2 separate regions of the Rattus norvegicus genome follow, and region 1 is linked to region 2. Evidence: chromatin contacts called from public Hi-C data. All regions are on one chromosome and are shown on one strand. Each heading gives the region's core, a stretch centred on a gene start, on an enhancer-like site or on the middle of the called end of the contact. The rest is flanking DNA. Distances are from core to core; before and after follow the strand shown. Region 1 holds the start of Ggt6 (gamma-glutamyl transferase 6). Region 2 holds the start of Med31 (mediator complex subunit 31).

Region 1 (4,192 bases), core at 491-2,990, 210 kb before region 2:
GAGCCCCTCTGTACCCTGGGCTGCTAGTGCGCTTGCCAGGGGTGCATCTACCTCAAAGCCCTTTTGAGCCAGCATGGCAGGCTTGGCCAGCAGGTGTGACCAGGGCAGGCGGCCGAAGTGGGTATGAAGCAAATGCAGGGCAGGCAGAGCTGTGGGCAGTCCCAGGCCAGGGGCCAGGATTTGGGCTGGACCTGCTGTCAGGGCAGTTGAGTTTCCTGAGGAGCTATTGTAGAAGAGACCCCAGAATGTGGCACCTGTTGAGAGACAGAGACCACACAGGGATCAGAGGCACTGGCCAGAATTGAGGTCAGGATCCTCCAGTGGTCCCAGGTGGAGAATCACTGTCTTGCAATAGAGGTCCCTGACAGCCTGAAATCAAGAGTTGCTGACCAGGGTCAAGGGTTATCCAAGACTAGGCCTGGTACTCAGATCCTCTGTCCTGTTCACTAGCTAGTCTTGAGGTAACGGTCACTGACTGCCCGAACGAGTTCCAGGTCACTAACTAGGCCCCAGGTTAGAGGCTCTGAGGTTCAGGGCCCACAGATCACACTGACCTAGCCCTGTTGCATGAGGATGCACCACCGCCAGACACAAAGCTGCTCCAACTCCAGCATCCACGACATTGCCCCCAGCGACAAGCAGCTCTTGGCCCAGTCGGGAACATGTGGCTGTAGTAAGGAAAGGTCTATGTGTGATGGGGAGGTGCCCTGGACCACTGACCCACAGCCCCTCCCCAAACACTGACCTGCAGGGCTGATGACAGCGCTGTGGTGGTACACACCAGGGTGGTGGGAGTGTCTGCTGGCTGGAAGATCCACAGGGCCCAAGTTTCCTTTTGGGCTGTTCCTACCTTGCAGCTGCCTCAGAGCCAGGGAGCTGCTAACAGCCAGCAGCAGCAGGCCTGCCAGCAGGCGGGTCCAGGCTCCTGGCAACCCACCAACCTTGTTCCTGCAGAAAGGGGAGTCCTGAGCCAGGGATGGGGTAAAGGGGTACCCAAGAATCCCAAGAGGACCCAAGGAATGTTTTCCCCCAAAGGTTTGATTTTGTAAGAGTATAAATTGGAGGGGAGGAGGATTGATTGATTCTAGGCCCAGGGCAGTGCATTGGCAAAGACACAGAGGTAGGAAAAAGTCAGAGAAACTGAGGCTGATTTGGAGGAAGAGTCTACAGAAGAACTGGGGGAGGAAGACCTGAAAGGGGCTTGACACACAGGAAAGAGGAGGTTGAGGAGCGGGGTTCAGCAGGTGTAGTCAGGTCCCAACCTGTCCAGCAGGTGCTGTGGCATGGGGCTGGGCTGAAGCCGGCAAGGCCTGGTCAGGTTAGGGACCAGCTTGATATAAATGTCTCCTCAGATACACAGACCTTTCTCTGACTGACTGGCTCAGCCTCAAGTTGGGTCTGCAGCCTAGAGTTCCCTCCCCCTACTCATCTAGAAAGTCCCTGGGGCTCAGCCAAGTGTGGGATTGCCTGACCCAGCTTAGAGGTTCCAGAGAGAGGACCTTGCCAGCGATCCGGCCTGAACTATGGGGTTCCCAGGCCCTTGCTGACTCACCCGGGGGTATTTTGGAGTCTCCTTAGGGAAAGGACTAGTGGTTCTGCTATTTCTTCCTCTTCTTCCTCCTCCTCTGACTCCATGCCAGGCTCCCAGAGTTGCAGCTTCTGGTAGAGCACAGCCCCTGTGGTGGCATCCATGGCCCGTGCTTCCCCAGATCTTTACCGAGAGCCCTGACAGTTGAGACTGCCAGGTAGGCAGGCAAGCAGGCTGTGGCTGGTGCTGGGTGGCCTTGGGGAATGGAGGTGGTGAAACAGAGAACAGGTCTGGCAGGGCGGGGCTGAGGAGGCTGCTATGAGCCTGCCTCATTAGGACACAGGGCTCTCATAAAGGTTCCCCAAGCAGCTGCCATACAGGGGTCACAATTTACACAGGTCTAGGAGGAGCCCAACACCATAGCTACAGACTAAGGGGTGGGGTGGGTAGAGTCTCTCTTTGCCTTTGAGATCCCTAACCTACTCAGGTCTCTAGGGACTGTGGACATGAATTAGAGCTATGGTTATAAAGGGTAACCTGGGCGGTGGCTTAGTGCCACCAACCAGGTTATATTGTCAGGGGTGTGGCTTCCAGGAAGGGTCATGGTCCAATCTTAGGCTACTATGAGATCTTGAGAACGACTTGGGTGATGAGGGCCACCCCTGGATGTGTCATGTGGCTTTTGTCCAGAAGGCGGCATCAGAGACCTCTGTGTGGAAGCAGTCTAGAGAACAGGGTTCCAACCTTCTCCCTGGCATGCACATCAAGGACCTGCTTTTGGGTAAAGCAGTGTTATTTGGAACAGTCCCACATTGGAAACCACGCAAACACCATTGTCAGGAAAACCTCACAAGCTACTCTCCAGTCAACGGGGTATCTGTAGCAGAAAGAATGAGCAAGCTAAGTTATGTGTAACACTGCATGTGACTCAGAGGGGACATGGTGAGCGAAAGATGCCAGGCAGGAAAGGGCACCCATTGTGTGTCTTAAGCAAGGCTCAGAGCAAGGTAAAACCAGCTACCTTTTTAGACTCAGAATGCAGCTAGAGTAGGAAATAGAGACAGGGCTTCTGGGAAGAAGCCGGAGAAGTCTTGTTTCCTTTTCTTTTCTCTTTCCTTTTCTTTCCTTTTATCTTTCTTTCTTTCTTTCTTTCTTTCTTTCTTTCTTTCTTTCTTTCTTTCTTTCTGGTTATCCTGGAACTCACTATGTAGACCAGGATGGCCTTGAACTTACAGAAATTCTCCTGCCTCTGTCTTCCAGTGCTGGCATTAAAGGTGTGAGCCACCACAGCTGAATGTCTTCTCTCTCTCTCTCTCTCTCTCTCTCTCTCTCTCTCTCTCTCCCTCCCTCCCTCCCTCCCTCCCTCCCTCTCTGTCCCCACCTCTCAAAAGTACTACTAATGTTTATTAAATTAGAAGACTTTTTGAGTTTTTGTTTATTTATTTGAGACAGGGTCTGATTATGTATACTAAATCAGCCTTGAACTCAGAAATCTGTCTGCTTTCGCCTGCCGAGTGCTGGGATTAAAGGTGTGTGCCACTATGCCTGCCTTTAATTTTTTGTTGCATTTATTTCTTTTGTGTGTGTTTGTGTGTGGTGTGTGGTGTGTGGCACATGAGTGTCATGGCATGCTTGCGGAAGTCAGAGGACAGTTTGTGGCAGTTGGTCTTCTCCTATCATCTGGGTTCAGAGGACCAAGCATAATTGCCAGGCTTGACAACAAGCACCTCCATCCATGGAGTCATCCCAGTGGCCCTTTGCTTTCGTGCTTGTTTGTTTGTTTGTTTGTTTGTTTGTTTTGAGACAGGGTTTTATGTAGCCCAGCCTGCCCTCAGACTCCTCCTGTAGCTGAGGGAGTATGGCTTTGAACTTCTAATTCTCCTGCCTTCACTGCTCCTGTGCTGGGATTATAGGTGAGCATCACTGTGCTTGGCTTAATTAAAAGCTTAATATCAAAATGAATGACATCACATGTGGTGACCCATGCCTTTAATGCCAGCCCTCAGGAGACAGAGGCAGGTGGATCTCTGAGTTCGAGGCTGGCCTGGTCTTCCGACAGAGTTCCAAGATGGCCAGGGCTACACAGAGAAACTCTGTTGAGGGCAGTGGAGGGGTGGGGGTTGGAGTTGCCTTTGGGCACCAGCCTCCTTTTTAAGTTATTTACTTATTATTGTGTACATATGTACATGGAATGCATTTGTGGGAGGTGCACATCACAGCATGTGGGAAAGCCAGAGACAATTTTGAACAGATCTGTTCTTTCATATTTGGGTTCTGGGAATTGTACTTAGGTCTCCAGGTATACACTGAGCCTTCTTATCCAAGTATTTATTGATTAAGATTTGTTTTTATTATTCTGTTCTGTGTGTATGTGCATATGTCTCTCTGGGTGCTTTCACATTTACGTATAGGTGCCTGAGGAGGAGTCAGATTATCCTGCAGTTGGAATTATGGGTGACTGAACTCAGGTCTTCTTTAAGAGGAGTACGGGTTGTTTTTTCTTTTTTTAACCACTGAGTCATCTGTCAAAGCCTCTCTTCATTTGAGGAAGGAGCTCACTATGTTACCATAGGATGGCCTTGAACCTGTGATCCTCTTGTCTCAGCTTCCTAAGAGCTGAGTTCATACCTGACTTAAATCTTCTTACTTTTAGATCTGAAGTAT
Region 2 (4,246 bases), core at 228-2,727:
ACAAGATAGATACCTTATCTTTCACAGGAATACAACAGAACATCGTCTTACTTTCTCTTCACTTGAGAAGATCTTAGTCTTTTCCACTGCTATAGCCGACAAGTTCTGACTGGTACCAAGCATGCTGTAGGTACTCAGTAACCATCCTCTGCCAATCTCACGCCCCAGACCAAGTGTCATGGCTGCTTCTTCACGTTCCCTCCCAAGATTAGTATTTTTTTTTCTCAATTGCCCTGCCCTTATTTTTCTAATAGCTCCTGACCTATTTTTTAAAGTGTAGATGGAATACTGTGTATAACAACTTAACACGAGAAAACTTATTATGAAATATAAATATTATTAAAGGGTAATTAACAATTTGTGAAAGATGATGCCTTGCTCTGTAGGTTTCAAGCAGGTATATGATCAGGCCAGTAGTCAAGAAACATGACAAATCTGGCCCCTCTTCGCAGATTTCAAGTCGTCAACACATTCTAGAGGGACCTAAGACTATAAAACTTACCTGGTGTAGAGACTCAAAGAATCTCTTTGTCCATCGTCTGGGTTTACACAGTACTACAAATCGGAAACCTTTCTGTGCTGGCTTCAGGTTAATAGTACGCTGGGTCAACAGCAGGATGGACTAAGGTGCTGCAATGTCAATACATGTTAACAGTGCCCAGAAACCACAGCCTGCTTCTTACACTGTTTTATGGGCTGTTTCCATGAAACCAAAGATACTTGGCTCTCCTGGAAGCTGGCTGGCAATTCCTCAGTCCTGGCTAAGGACCATGGCACTTCATCGAGTCATTCTGGCACTCTGCCGAGTGGCTTGCTTGTCTCGCCTGGCTGGGCTCTCTACGCGGTGCACAGTAGTCTCCACCCGCAGGGATGACGACGCCCTGACGTGGCGGGAGGACGTTTCCATGCACTGCGAGGAGGTTTCCACGTGCTGGGAGGACACCTCGAGGAATTGAGGGAGTCGCTTCGCGGAGGGGGTGAGGGAGGGTCCCTCTCGGTGGCGCTGGGAGGTCTCCACTTGCCGGGAAGACGTTAGAACCTGCCGGGAGGACGTCTCCACGCGGTGGGATGACGTTTCCTCGCGGTGGGACGACGTCTCCATGCGGACAGTCGATGTCTCCTTGTGGCGGGTGCTTTCCACTCGCGGGACGGAGGACTTGCTCCTAAGGGGCGAGGCCATCCTGCCCGTACACTTTGGTCAGGAGGAACAAAGAAGCCCAAGGATCATGCTCTGCGTCACGCCACCCGGGGGAAGGTGACGTCAGAGAGGTGTATTACATCAGAGTAGGCAGCAGGACTCAGACCTGAAATCAGAGAAGCCCTCCGGCACGCCCCGCTCGATATCTGCGCGCGCAGTCGGCCCGGTCCGCACAGATGGGCGGGGCCACTCTTCCCCAAAGTGAAGTTGTCCCCGCCCTCGTGTCCCACTCTGCCCCGCGACCGGAAGTAGGACCCGTGACTTCCGGATTCTCCTTCACCAATCCGGGCTGCGGTTGGGTCGGGTTGGTAGTGTTTGCGCCTTTCTGCTTGCTATGGCCGCGGCCGTCGCTATGGAGACAGGTGCGTTGTGTTTTGCACGGGAATGGTCCTTCGCCCCAAAATCCTCTCCCGTTTCCCTTCCCCTGCGCCGTCTTCCGGGCTCAACTCCTCATCCTTAGAGTTGGGACCGGCGGAGGAGAAGGCGGTGTTGCCCCCCAGAATATGGCCTGTAGGACCAACTTTGCTCCTGTGTTGCTCTAACCCCTACTCCAACCCTGACTCGCGGGGCGGGCCGGGGCGCATAGAAAGGACTGAGACCTTCCACTGTCTGCTCTTTGGAACTTCTCCAAACTTGCCTGAAATGTCGGTAACCTGTGTATTCTAATGCATATCACCGTCTTCTCTCCATTGTTTAATCATTCCTGCTTCGTTTTTGTGTAGCACTTTGTTTTTGCTTAACGTAATTAGTTGTGGTTATAACAACATAGGGAACCGTACAGCTATTGCAGACTATCCGATAATCTCCGCTCACGTCCTTCCACAGTGGCGTACAGGTTCTACATATTTTTTCCTCAACGAACTTTAAAGGATTTTTTTATTACTATTTTTGTTTTGGAAACAGGGCTCACTAAGTAGTGAATTAAACTAAATTTCTAAGGAAGTTTCTTCCACACTTTGATATTTGAGTTCATTCATGAGTGTGCATGTGTGTGTGTGTTTATGGGGGTGAGCGGCGGTGCATGCCAAGGTTAGAGGACAACTTGCAGAAATCGGTTGTCTTCCTACAACCCTGTAGGTTCCAGGAATCGAACTCAGGTCATCAGACTTTGCAGCAAGCACCTTTACTTGCTGAGCTGTTTGACCTGCGTTTTATTTTTGTTTCTACAAATCAATGTTTGTATTGTGACTTTTATTTTGGGTGATCGTTCCTTCCTTCTTTCTCTTTTTTTTTTTACTGTCTTTTCTCCTAGATGATGCTGGAAATCGACTTCGGTTTCAGTTGGAGTTGGAATTTGTGCAATGTTTAGCCAACCCAAATTACCTTAATTGTAAGTTAAGTACATCATTAACTTAAGTAGCTCACTAGATCTTAATGGTTTCTGAGAAGAGATGCAATTTGTAATAGTATTTATTTACTTCGATGTGTTTGGGGTTTTACTTGTGCTGGTCTGTAAGTATCAACTGAGCAAACAAGGGCTTGTGTTTTTTAATCCCTTGTGTTTTGTCGGTAGGGATGTTAAGAAGAGCTACTTTACTTAAGAGATTACAGATCAGCAGCCCAGCAGTGGTTGACATACAGAGTGTTTCTTTGTGTCTTTCAGTTCTCGCCCAAAGAGGTTACTTCAAAGACAAAGCTTTTGTTAATTATCTTAAGTACTTGCTTTACTGGAAAGAACCAGAATATGCCAAATATCTAAAGTAAGTTTAATTTTTAAAATCCCAAAGCTGTGTGTACTTTATTATAAATACTAAGTGCTATTATTTAGCAGTTTTCTCGGTGTCAGAATGGAAAACAGCATTTGGGATCTTTCTGCTTTTAGTTGATGTAAGACGCTGTTATCTCTAACTTGGGTTGATTATGACAGGAATTTCATTTATTTCTGCTACCATTCTTACCTCACTCCCTTCAAACAAAACCAAAGAACTGTCTACGTGGGAGCCAGCTTACTCTCTTGGCAGTGTAAGTCAGAGCATACTGTTCGTGCAGGCTAAGATCCAGTGAACTGTTGTAGACTACAGTTCTAATGTAATTTGGTCGTGTCTAACCATGTCACTTAGCACTGCCCCTGTCTTTCTGGGGTTTTGAGGCCTAACAACCCATAACCTGTGACGGTAGGAAGAACTGTTTCCTGAGAGTCTTAGAGGTCCTGCCTTTCTTTGTGGTGTCCTTTGTTTCAATCACTGTGCGTATTAACTCACTGTAAAAGAACAGACACAACAATATCACATCAAACTCTGCTTTGACTTAAAAAGAGAAAAGAAAGCCAAGCTGGCTTTAATCCCAACATTTGGGAGGCAGAGGCGGGCGCATGTGTGAGTTCAAGGCCAGAGCTGCTTCCAGGACAGCCACTCTACCCAGGTAAACCCTGTCTAGACACTGCCCCAAAGGAGGGGACAACAACAAAAACCCCAGAAGTAGCTTGGTGTCCCTTTAATCCCAGCTCTCAAGAGGCAGAGTCAGGCAGATCTCCGTGAATTTGAGGCCAGCCTGATTATGTTGCAAGCTTCAGGCCATTCAGGGCCACACAGAGAGACCCTATTTTAAAAATTAGAGGAAAACATTTCAAACCTTTTTTTTTTTTTTAATCGTAGTCATTTTTCTGACTTGATTCCTGGGCTGCCTGTAGATTTGCTCTTCATGATGCAATTCTAGATTCCTCTAGGAATCCAAATGATAGGCTTGAAATTACTATTAGAAAAGTATGGGGTTGGGGATTTAGCTCAGTGGTAGAGCGCTTGCCTAGGAAGCACAAGGCCCTGGGTTCAGTCCCCAGCTCCGAGAAAAAAAAAAAAAAGAAAAAAAAAAAAAGAAAGAAAAGTATAACATGTTACATGTTAGCAAACTTTTAGCCACCTTCAAGCTCAGTCTCTCCAGCCCAGCTGTTGAAAGATGATTGTCTCCGCTCTGTTGGAGGCTCCCTATGATCATAGGTCCCTCTACTATTAGAGGCAGCTTACTCCATTGATAGCCAGAGGTAAGGGAGCTCTTCTTATATACTCTGATCAAATACACCTCCTTGTAGCTCTAAGCCGTTTGTAGGCTTGT

Evidence for each region. A called contact is a pair of places that touch in the nucleus more often than the background predicts.
Region 1: a contact with region 2 is called in a Hi-C map of kidney, with 4 times the contacts expected there. The contact joins the promoter of Ggt6 here to the promoter of Med31 in region 2. A contact is called at or near these places in 9 of 12 Hi-C or Micro-C datasets (the A7r5 cell line, the Rat2 cell line, Schwann cells and 6 more) and 1 of 1 datasets of contacts at active chromatin or transcription factors (oligodendrocytes).

Annotation. Positions count from the first base shown.
Region 1 is chr10:57,548,086-57,552,277 of GRCr8, reverse strand. It overlaps Ggt6 (gamma-glutamyl transferase 6), which reads right to left and starts at 1,740. Exons shown (of 4, transcript NM_001002820.2): 1 at 1,553-1,740; 2 at 746-948; 3 at 555-668; 4 at 1-254. The coding sequence starts at 1,692.
Region 2 is chr10:57,336,120-57,340,365 of GRCr8, reverse strand. Med31 (mediator complex subunit 31) reads left to right here and starts at 1,477. Exons shown (of 4, transcript NM_001135813.1): 1 at 1,477-1,560; 2 at 2,451-2,528; 3 at 2,802-2,898. The coding sequence starts at 1,533. It overlaps C10h17orf100 (similar to human chromosome 17 open reading frame 100), which reads right to left and starts at 1,180. Exons shown (of 2, transcript XM_063270127.1): 1 at 503-1,180. The coding sequence starts at 1,180. The coding sequence ends at 779.